3 separate regions of the Mus musculus genome follow, and regions 1 and 3 are each linked to region 2. A link is a contact called in public Hi-C and promoter capture Hi-C data. All regions are on one chromosome and are shown on one strand. Each heading gives the region's core, a stretch centred on a gene start, on an enhancer-like site or on the middle of the called end of the contact. The rest is flanking DNA. Distances are from core to core; before and after follow the strand shown. Region 1 holds the start of Fam135a (family with sequence similarity 135, member A). Region 2 overlaps B3gat2 (beta-1,3-glucuronyltransferase 2 (glucuronosyltransferase S)). Region 3 has its middle 44 kb from the start of Mir30c-2.

Region 1 (2,921 bases), core at 333-2,832, 270 kb after region 2:
GCAGATGCCTCCAGAGCGTGACACTACACCATCGTCAACAGAAACACAAGGTTCATTTCAATTAGATTGGATTCAAAATGGAGGGAAGAAAAGCTCCCAAATGTATTAAGTTCTTTTGCCCAAATCAAAAGATTAAATACTTCTTTCTTGATAAGCAATTATCCTATTCTTGTTCGCAAAAACTGTACGCATTTATTAAATAGAACAAGCTCAAAATGATGTAACCAACCGTAATCGTAAAACAACAAATCAATACATTTTATATAGTAATTTTTGTTAAATTTCACTTCAGATTTGTTCCTGGTCAACTGTTATTTACTGGAGCACTGACCTCTGGCAAATCTTAACTCTTTATAAATGGCCAGTTTGTTTCTCATAACATGACTGGTACATGTAATTCAAGATCCAATCAAGTGAGCTGCCATTCTTTAGAGAATTTCTGGTGAAGAAAGATGAAGAAACTGCTCTGGAAGCTTCAGTGGGGATACTAGGCATAGCCCTAGCTTGCGTAGAAAGCAGAAGAGAACAGAGGTTGTTACAACTCTTCGGGGATGTAATAAAAAGTAAAACATATGGACTGAAAAAGAGGTTCCATCCACACATATAGGAAAAAGGAGTTTTATGGCTTAAAAAACAAAACACCAACATTAAAGAACTAAAATCGGTTCGGTGGTTAGGAGCGGCTGGACCGAAAGCAATGAGGCGGGGGGACCAAAAGAGGTTAAGAGAGTGAGGGCCTCTGAAGGCAAGGCTCGACACTGGAGCAAAGAGATGCTTAAACGCAACAACAAAACGCAAAAGGCCAAAAAGCCCACCCTCCCACAAGTCAGTAACTAACAAAAGAGCTAGAACGAGGTGCCAAAGGAGAAAATAGTGCTAACAGCGAGGAAACTGATCGGCGACGGCCAAGAGGTTAACGACTGGGGATGCACAGTCGAGGGACCGAGCTGGACCGAGCGGAGAGCTCGACCGACGTCGAGGGACCCCCGGAGCCAAAGGGCGCGCGGGCGCGGGTGGAAGCGAATGAGGGTCGAAGGACCAGGCGGCGACCGTGGAGTGGGGCGGAGAGCCGGCGGGACACCGGGCACGACGAGTGGCAAGGGCCGGCCGGGGGCACCCGCCTGCGCGCCGCGCCCCTCGCGTCCCCGCCGACCTTCAGCGGGCCCAGGACCCGGCTCCGACTGAGGCCAGGGCGCCAGAGGCAGACGAGGCGAGGAGGCCACTTCCTGTCCGGCCCCGCGGGGGAGATGGACCTGGCCCGCGTCGCGGGGCCGGGAGTCGCGCGGACAGCGAGGGGCTCACCTCTCAACCGGCACGGCCTCGGCTGGCGCCTGTGCGACGGAGGAGCTCTGCGTCCGGCTGGTAGGCGTCCTTAGCCAGGTCCGCACCATCCCGCCCCGGGCCCGCTCACATCGCCATCGCAGCACCCGCAACCACCGCAAAGCCAAGAGCCGGCTCGTCTCCGGCGCTCGGCTCCCGGCCCAGAGCCGCCGGCGAGCATGCGCAGTCGCGTCGGTCCCAAGGGAACCGGGCCGCCGAGCGCTACCTGCGTTCAACAGGTCCCGGCCCGCGGCCCCGCCCCTGGGGCTCTCCCCTCCCCCTCCCGCAACGTCCCGCCTTCTCTGAGGCGAGGACCCGCCCCCTTGGGCTCCAAGTCCCGCCCCCCCAGGAGACTCAGCTGCCGCGGGCCCCCGGCGCCAACCGAGATTTGAAGATTTGTTCTCCCTTCCCGGCTCGCCCCTCCCGAGTTCCCGCGAGAACGGGAGACTTGCGTCAATAAAAAGCGCGAGCCCAGCCGGGGTGGGAGCTGGGGGTAGGGGGGGGGATAGTGTGAACCACTGGTCGAGAGTTAAAGGGCCCCAAGAGATGCGAAAGGACAGTTGAAGACTGAGGAGATTTCTCTCGAAGTCATCTACGTCTTCTCTCCTTGCTGCCATGGCTAGAGCCGACCCTCGCGCCTCTGCCAGGGCAGTGGGTCGGTGCTGCCCCAGCAGTCGCTAATGGGGCCATCCATGGTGTGGCCATGCGTGCAGCTGATCTATTAGTGTCTTGATTGATGACATCTTAAATAGAAGCTTTCAGGTCTTAAATTCCATTAACGGAAGCCCATAGTCTTTCATTGATTAACTTCATTTTCTTCTTTCCCGCTGTCCGAACAGAACATTTTTTAAAGATTTATTTACTTTACATCCTGCTCGGTTCCCCCTTCCAGATCCCCTCCCCTCCCACAGTCCTTCCCCCACTCCCCCTTCCCTTCTCTGAGTCTGTGAGGCTGGCACTTCCTATCCCACTGAGGCAGGACAAGGCAGCCCAGCTAATAAAACATATCCCACATAAATGGAGCTGCTTTGGGGATAGTAGCTCCCCTCCCCCTCCCGTTGTTGAAGACCCACATGAAGACCAAGCCACACATCAGCCACACATGCTGGAGGAAGTGGGGTTAGGTCCAGCCCGTGTATACTCTTTGGTTGGGGGTTCAGTCTCTGAGAGCCCCAAGGGTCCTGGTTAGTTGGTCTTCCTGTGGAGTTCCTATCCCCTTCAGGACTGCAATCTTTCCTCCTATTCTTCCATAAGAGGCCCCTCGCTCCATCCACTATTTGGCTGTGGGTGTCTGCTTCGGTTTGAATCATCTCCTGGGTGGAGCCTACAGAGTATCCTTATAATAGTGTCAGGGTTTGGTGCTTGCCCATGGATGGGTCTCAAGTTGGGCCACCAGCAGGACATTTTATAGCTCGTTAAAGCTTCTGTGTGTGACTCAAGCAAGGTTGGGAATTTCAGCAACAGCTGAAAATTTCCCTCAGAGCTGTAACACTTTCACACAGCTCAAGATAAAATGAATGGGGAGAACAGAACACAGCTTGTGATAAAAATGAATTAGGAGGAGAGAGTGGTGTCTCTTAGATATAATGTGAGGGAACATG
Region 2 (2,900 bases), core at 333-2,832:
GGATGGTGGGGGGCTTCAACAGCTTCCAGATCCACCTCAGATTTCCCTCTCGGAGAACTCCCTCATTGCACTGATATCCTCGCCTCTCCTTGTTCTGAGTCCACAGGCTTTCACCTACTTCTGTAGCATTGACGACCTGGCCCTATTTGTCTTGATTTTCCTAACTGGACTCGGACTTACCAGAGAGTTAGGACCATGTCTTACATAGTAGCATCATCAGCACTAAGACGAGCCAGCAATAGGTTTGGGAAGGGTCCTTGTTTTGAACTTGCTGTGCAGCCAAGTATAACCTGCACGTGTGTGCCACAGTCCCTGTAAAGGTTTTCTGGAACAATGAACAATGGCCCAATGAAACTGAAAACTGAAAGATGATGTTATTTCATATAATCTTGGAAATGAGGAATTTACAGCTGGCCTGGGGAAAAAGAGAGGTCTTTTATTCTGGTGGTTGGTTCCTCAGCTGCAGCGCTGTGTGTGCTACCTGCCTTAAGGGCTCACAAGAGTAAAAGAACCTTCTCCATTTCACATCTGAAGAGAATGTGGCATGCACGGTGCACTGACAGCACTTCACCAAACCGCCTTTAAATAAGTGGGAAAGAAGAGATTTGAACCCAGGAGCATTGGGTTAAACATTTTCCCACAGTGACTGTCCTACACTGCCATTCCATTTCATTACAGGAGGTCATTAGGAAACTTCTTACAGCTTAGAATCAGAACCCAACAAGGCTCCCACTAAGCGCTGGGAACGGACACACGTAACAGCTTTGTTACTGAACCCCTCAAGCAATGGCTTCACTGCTATTACCCAGGGTTAGAACAAGACACAAGTTCCTTTTTTTTTCTGTTCTAATAGAGTGGTGTAGCATGACCCACTAAATAACGCCATGGAGAATGCAAATCTCTTAATTTCTCCCAACTGAAACATAGTTCACTTTTTGCTGCCAGTTAAAAATAACTACCAGAGCTTGAGAACATGAAACAGCGCCGGCATGCACCTCTGTGGTTGCATCTGCCCTTCACAGGATGGAGCAGGTTGTGTTCTCAGCCGTCTCTGAACCCGCCAAGTCTCTCCACCTCTAAGCTTCTAAGGCATTCTTGCTCAGAAAACATAGGTGAACATTTGCACACTTCAGTTACTTGAGGCCGTGTGATTCACACCGGCTCTCAGGGCCAGGCTTTCTGTCCACAGTCATCCTGACAGAGGCCATAGATTGTGGTTTTGTTGTCTCCAGATTAGAGATTTAAATGATTTGCCCCTAAATAGCATTTCTCTTCAAAGTACTTTAGTTCCCCGGCCCCACAGAGAACAATGACTGCTAAGTGGTTTTTGTTTGTTTGTTTGTTTGTTTGTTTTAAGAGTACACAGTAATTAAAGGCGCTGGAGAAGAATGGAGAGAGGCAGAGCAAGCCACAGCGCGCTTGAGGAGAGGTCCATTAGTCTGCTCTAGGATCCCGACTGGGAACTTTATGCTCTTCAGCAGAAGAGAATGCGTCTAAATTGATGAGAAGTAATATGCCAGCAGCTCTGTCTGCTTGCCAGGCATGGCAGATTCGAAAGGAGCCTTTGCCATGGTGTGTTTTGTCTAGCAGGGGGGTGTGAATGGCCAGGCTTAGAACCATGGCAACGGGAAACAGGCAGAAGTTCTTGCTCTCTCAAAACTGGGTTAGTTGCTACCAGAGTGTAACAGGCCACACCATCCCTCGTATGTCTCTTCCACGTGTGCCTGCTTGCCTTTTAGCCTCCTGTGGCATGTTACGATGCTACTGCCTTCATGGTGTCCTTGACCCTCCAGGCTAAGGAAACTCCAGTTGTTTACAAGTGAAGTCCTGGGTTTGTTATCACAACAGAAAAGCAGCTAGGTGGGAAGGGAAGTTAAATATCAATACGCATACCACAGGGAGTTTGTGAAATCCATGCCTATAAAAATTAGACAGCACATTTCTAAATAACCAGTTAGTCAAATAAGAAATAGTTTGTAAAATATTTTGAGATGAATGAAAATAGAATAGTAGCATCCTAGAACCTCATGGGTGCAGCTAATAGAGTGGTTAAAGGTCTTTAAATGCCTGTGCAAAAAAATAATAACAATGTAACCTTATAGGATACCTGGAAAAGACGAAACCAAGGTAATTTGAAAATGATTAAAGACCTGATAAGTAAATGAATAAAATGAACCATATGCAGACTAGAAAAGCAAACCAGAAAGTCACACTAAAGATCCTTTTGACATATAAACTAAGGGGCTTGGCTTGGTAGGTAAGAGCAGTTGCTATGCAGTGTGAGGGCATGCGTTGGAATCCCCAGTTCTCATGTAAAAGGTGAGCATGCGCATGCAACCAGTGCAGGGAAGGACATAGGCAGAGCCCAGGAGCTTGCTTGCTGGCCAGCCTAGCGAACCTGCCCAGACTCGGGTGAGTGAGAAACCCTGTCTCAGGGAATTAGGTAGAAGGCAGTGGGGGAAGACACCAGCGTCTTCTGACCTCTGCAAGTGCACTCTTGTGGGAAGCACACACATGTACGCTGAGTACACACACACACACACACACACACACACACACACACACTTTTCAATGGGATGAATATAACCCATCAACCTTACAGAAACTTTGAAAAAATTCAGAGAATTATGAAAAAAGGCATCTGAAATTAAGGAACCAAGGTGATAATAAATTCACGGTTAAACTAGTAAAACTGACTTAAGAAGAGGCAGAATCTGAGCCAATCCATAAATACACACACAGTGGGTAATTGGTAGTCAACAAACGTACAGCGCAAATGGCTTCTCCTGTGATTTCTATTAAATATCTAAAGAAAAATTAGTAATCCTTCACAAACATTTCCAAATTTCAGAGAGAGAATTAGTTTTGAGCCATCTGACAGACCAGTATCACTTTGATAC
Region 3 (2,890 bases), core at 32-2,531, 500 kb before region 2:
TGTAGTCAATGTCACTTAGAGTAGATGCTTGACTCATGGGTTCCCTACCTGTTGTGATCCATGCGTTGATAGAGACTATTGACATGGAAGTGATGGAAATCTGGGCCACAAAATCCTATTCTCTGTCTTCCTTGTCTATAACTGATTGCTGTAGATCTGCATAATTCATTCCAGCTTAGTTGGAATGACTTAGTTGACCAAATTCCCTCCAGAACATCAAATGAAAAGGTGGGAAGGCTCTTTTCTGGTTTTCCAGGCTTGAACAGCCATGAGCAGCAAAGTCTCTCAGTGACACCTTGCACTAGGCAGGGCTGGCAGTCAAACATGCCTCAAAATCCTATAAGGCCCAAGCCTATGGTGTCACATTAGGACCTTGTGATCAGGCTCTGATTTTACACAGTGACCCGATGAGGGAGTTCCTTTTGCTAACTGGCAATGTATTTCTTCTGTGGGATTTTAGGAGGCTGGGCTGTCCGAATAGTGCCAACACACAGAGGAGGAGCCCTACACACCCTACGGGTCCTTGTTGAACTGTTATCAGTGTTAACATTATATGCTTACTTTGTGAAACTTTATTATATAATTAATATAAATATTATATAAATACTTGTGTATATATACAAATATGCATAGCACTTAATAAATATAATATAGACACCTAAATTATAAACTTAAATGGCGTTCACAATGGACAAATTTCTTATTACAGGTCACAGTAGAGAGAACCTCCTTTAATGAATTATGTACACCTAAAAACAGGTGAATAAATATCAAAACCAGTATTGAAAAAAAATGGCAGCAGCAACATTGAAGTCTCTAGTCAGCATTAAGGTTCCATTGTTTCAATGAAAGCTGTAACTTCCACCTGGTAGGTGTAAAGGGGAAAGGAAACCATCGATAATGTTTCTTTGTTTGAAATGTTTCTTTGTAACTGTTTATGCTGCTTTGGATCCACTCACCAGACAGCAGAGCAGATGCTGGGCAGAGTCAGAAACTCCCAGCTTGTGTTGAGCGCACAAATCGCACAAATAGCACTGAGGACAGGTGTTGTAGGGATTAAAGTAGTAGCATTTGTTTTTAAGACTCCATTCTAAGTTCACTCGCCCTTAGAGAGGCATGGCCCCCACCCTTGAGGTAGCAGTTGCAAAATAGACACAGCAGCTGCAGCTAGCTGATAACAGCAGAGTGGGCTAAGAAAACATAACTCTTTCCCAGGGCAAGGTGCTGCTTTTTCATGTAACTCTCCTTTCCTTTGACCAACTAGCTTAAAGGCCAACAGTCCTTTTACCCTCTTACCCTCTCATGTAACGCCAAGACTTGGACACTCCCATTTGCATTTCTTTTTTTTTATAAAGCCCCTTCCCCTAGACCTCTGGGCCGCTCTCCTATTCTGTTGCATCAGGAAGGTTGGTGGCCTGAGCTTGAGCTTGAATAAAGATTCTCTCCTGTACTTGCATCGGAGTTGTGGACCCACGCTGTCTCTTTGGGCTTCTCACGATCTGGGCATACCATTGTGCAAGTGCATCTTTCAAACTCAGCTCACAACAGTGTCATCTTAGGTCCTCCGCAGCCGTCTAAGTCTTAATGCAACATCTCGGAGCGCGGCCCTCACATTTCATCATTCCTACCTCACCCATCAACCTCCACTGGCTTTATTCTGTTACACGTGAGTGATCAATAGTTAATCCTATCATTTTATAACCTAAATAAAAGCTTTTACCCTGTAGAAGGAACAAGGTAAGTCAAGAAAAATAAATAAATAAATGGACATTGCAAACATTTATGCGTGACCCTTGAACATACCACATGAAGTTTAAAATCTTCTTTAATCCACTCAGTCAGTCAGTCAATCATGTTAAGTCAACACCTTAGTCCTGTCAGTGCCTGCTCAAGCCTGAAGAATCAAACTCTGTGATTCCAGCTAAAAAGAATGTTTTTGTGCTGGAATAACTGTCAATTATCTCATGACTCCCCACCCCCACCCCCAGTTTATGGGAGCTCGTTAGAGCAGCATCCCTTCCTCTTAAACATCCACCCACAATTTACCATTAGCTATATCACTCGCAATTAAAGGTTTCTCTTCCTGATAAAGTTTCTCAACATATGCTGCCCCCCCCCTTATTTTAAGAGTGGAGTGATTAGGAACAAGTAGAACATATGCCTCTTCATCACACTTTATCCCTTTTCTTGATATTTTTCTCTCCTCTGAGACACCATAGGTTTTTGATGTTCACGACGCCTGTGCATGTCTGCGACATCCATCACTGAGAGCCTTACCTGCCAGGACAAAGCCACTGCGGAGGAGGGAGAGCCATTGCTAGCCAAATCCCTTTAGATTGTGTCAGAATGAGCAATGGTGGTCAGAGGCTGTAGAAGAGCCCAGATCCTGTGGGATTCTGGGATGCTTTATCTAGATTGGCATTGTGCAAATCTCTGGATTGGGTATTTTCTTTAAGCATTTTTTCATGTTCAACATAAGCCACAATTCCATTTTTAAGGCGAACTCATTCAACATACCAAGTTCCTCAACTAAGAGTATTTTTTTAAGTATTTTGTTACTTGGCTTCATGGGCAAACAATGATTTGGCTTTTACTTCTAAGGTCACCGAATGCCCTGAGATAGAATAACAGCTCTGCAAGGAAATGGTATGAGGAATGGAAAATTGCAAGCATTATCTGGCCATTGCCAGTTGCTTGAGTATTGTTGGGTTCTCTGCTATACGTATTATAAAGTTCTATGAGGTCCTACATGGTTTGTTTCATACTCTACTGTTGTTTAGTTATTGTTCTTTAAACACTCACACACACACACACATGCACACACATGTACACATACATCACAGGACACATGAGACAGGATGTGTATTATCCATCCTGATTACTGTTACTG

The links. Promoter capture Hi-C pulls out the DNA fragments that hold promoters and counts their contacts. A called contact is a pair of places that touch in the nucleus more often than the background predicts.
Region 1: a promoter capture Hi-C map of hippocampal neurons shows a contact between it and region 2, with 2.5 times the contacts expected there. The contact joins the promoter of Fam135a here to the enhancer-like site in region 2. A contact is called at or near these places in 7 of 39 promoter capture datasets (the 3T3-L1 cell line, the C10 cell line, cranial neural crest and 4 more), 1 of 15 datasets of contacts at CTCF or cohesin (the NIH/3T3 cell line), 2 of 484 Hi-C or Micro-C datasets (bone marrow-derived macrophages and embryonic stem cells), 7 of 115 datasets of contacts at active chromatin or transcription factors (embryonic stem cells, epiblast stem cells, neural tube and 1 more) and 2 of 9 other capture datasets (adipose tissue and pancreatic islet).
Region 3: a contact with region 2 is called in a Hi-C map of the G1E-ER4 cell line, with 2.3 times the contacts expected there. The contact joins two enhancer-like sites. A contact is called at or near these places in 2 of 484 Hi-C or Micro-C datasets (the G1E-ER4 cell line and cortical neurons).

The regions. Positions count from the first base shown.
Region 1 is chr1:24,098,759-24,101,679 of GRCm38.p6, forward strand. Fam135a (family with sequence similarity 135, member A) reads right to left here and starts at 1,583. Exons shown (of 21, transcript NM_026604.4): 1 at 1,303-1,583.
Region 2 is chr1:23,833,474-23,836,373 of GRCm38.p6, forward strand. The region is part of intron 2 of B3gat2 (beta-1,3-glucuronyltransferase 2 (glucuronosyltransferase S)); the gene reads left to right. Among named protein-coding and RNA genes, the nearest start is that of B3gat2, 73 kb to the left of the region's middle. Within about 2 kb of position 1,583, at least 29 of the 459 cell types and tissues checked have an H3K27ac peak or open chromatin away from gene starts, as enhancers often do. A contact at or near this core is called in the G1E-ER4 cell line, hippocampal neurons and neural stem cells, where this site is marked.
Region 3 is chr1:23,334,755-23,337,644 of GRCm38.p6, forward strand. No RefSeq gene overlaps it. Among named protein-coding and RNA genes, the nearest start is that of Mir30c-2, 44 kb to the left of the region's middle. Within about 2 kb of position 1,282, at least 21 of the 459 cell types and tissues checked have an H3K27ac peak or open chromatin away from gene starts, as enhancers often do. A contact at or near this core is called in the G1E-ER4 cell line, where this site is marked.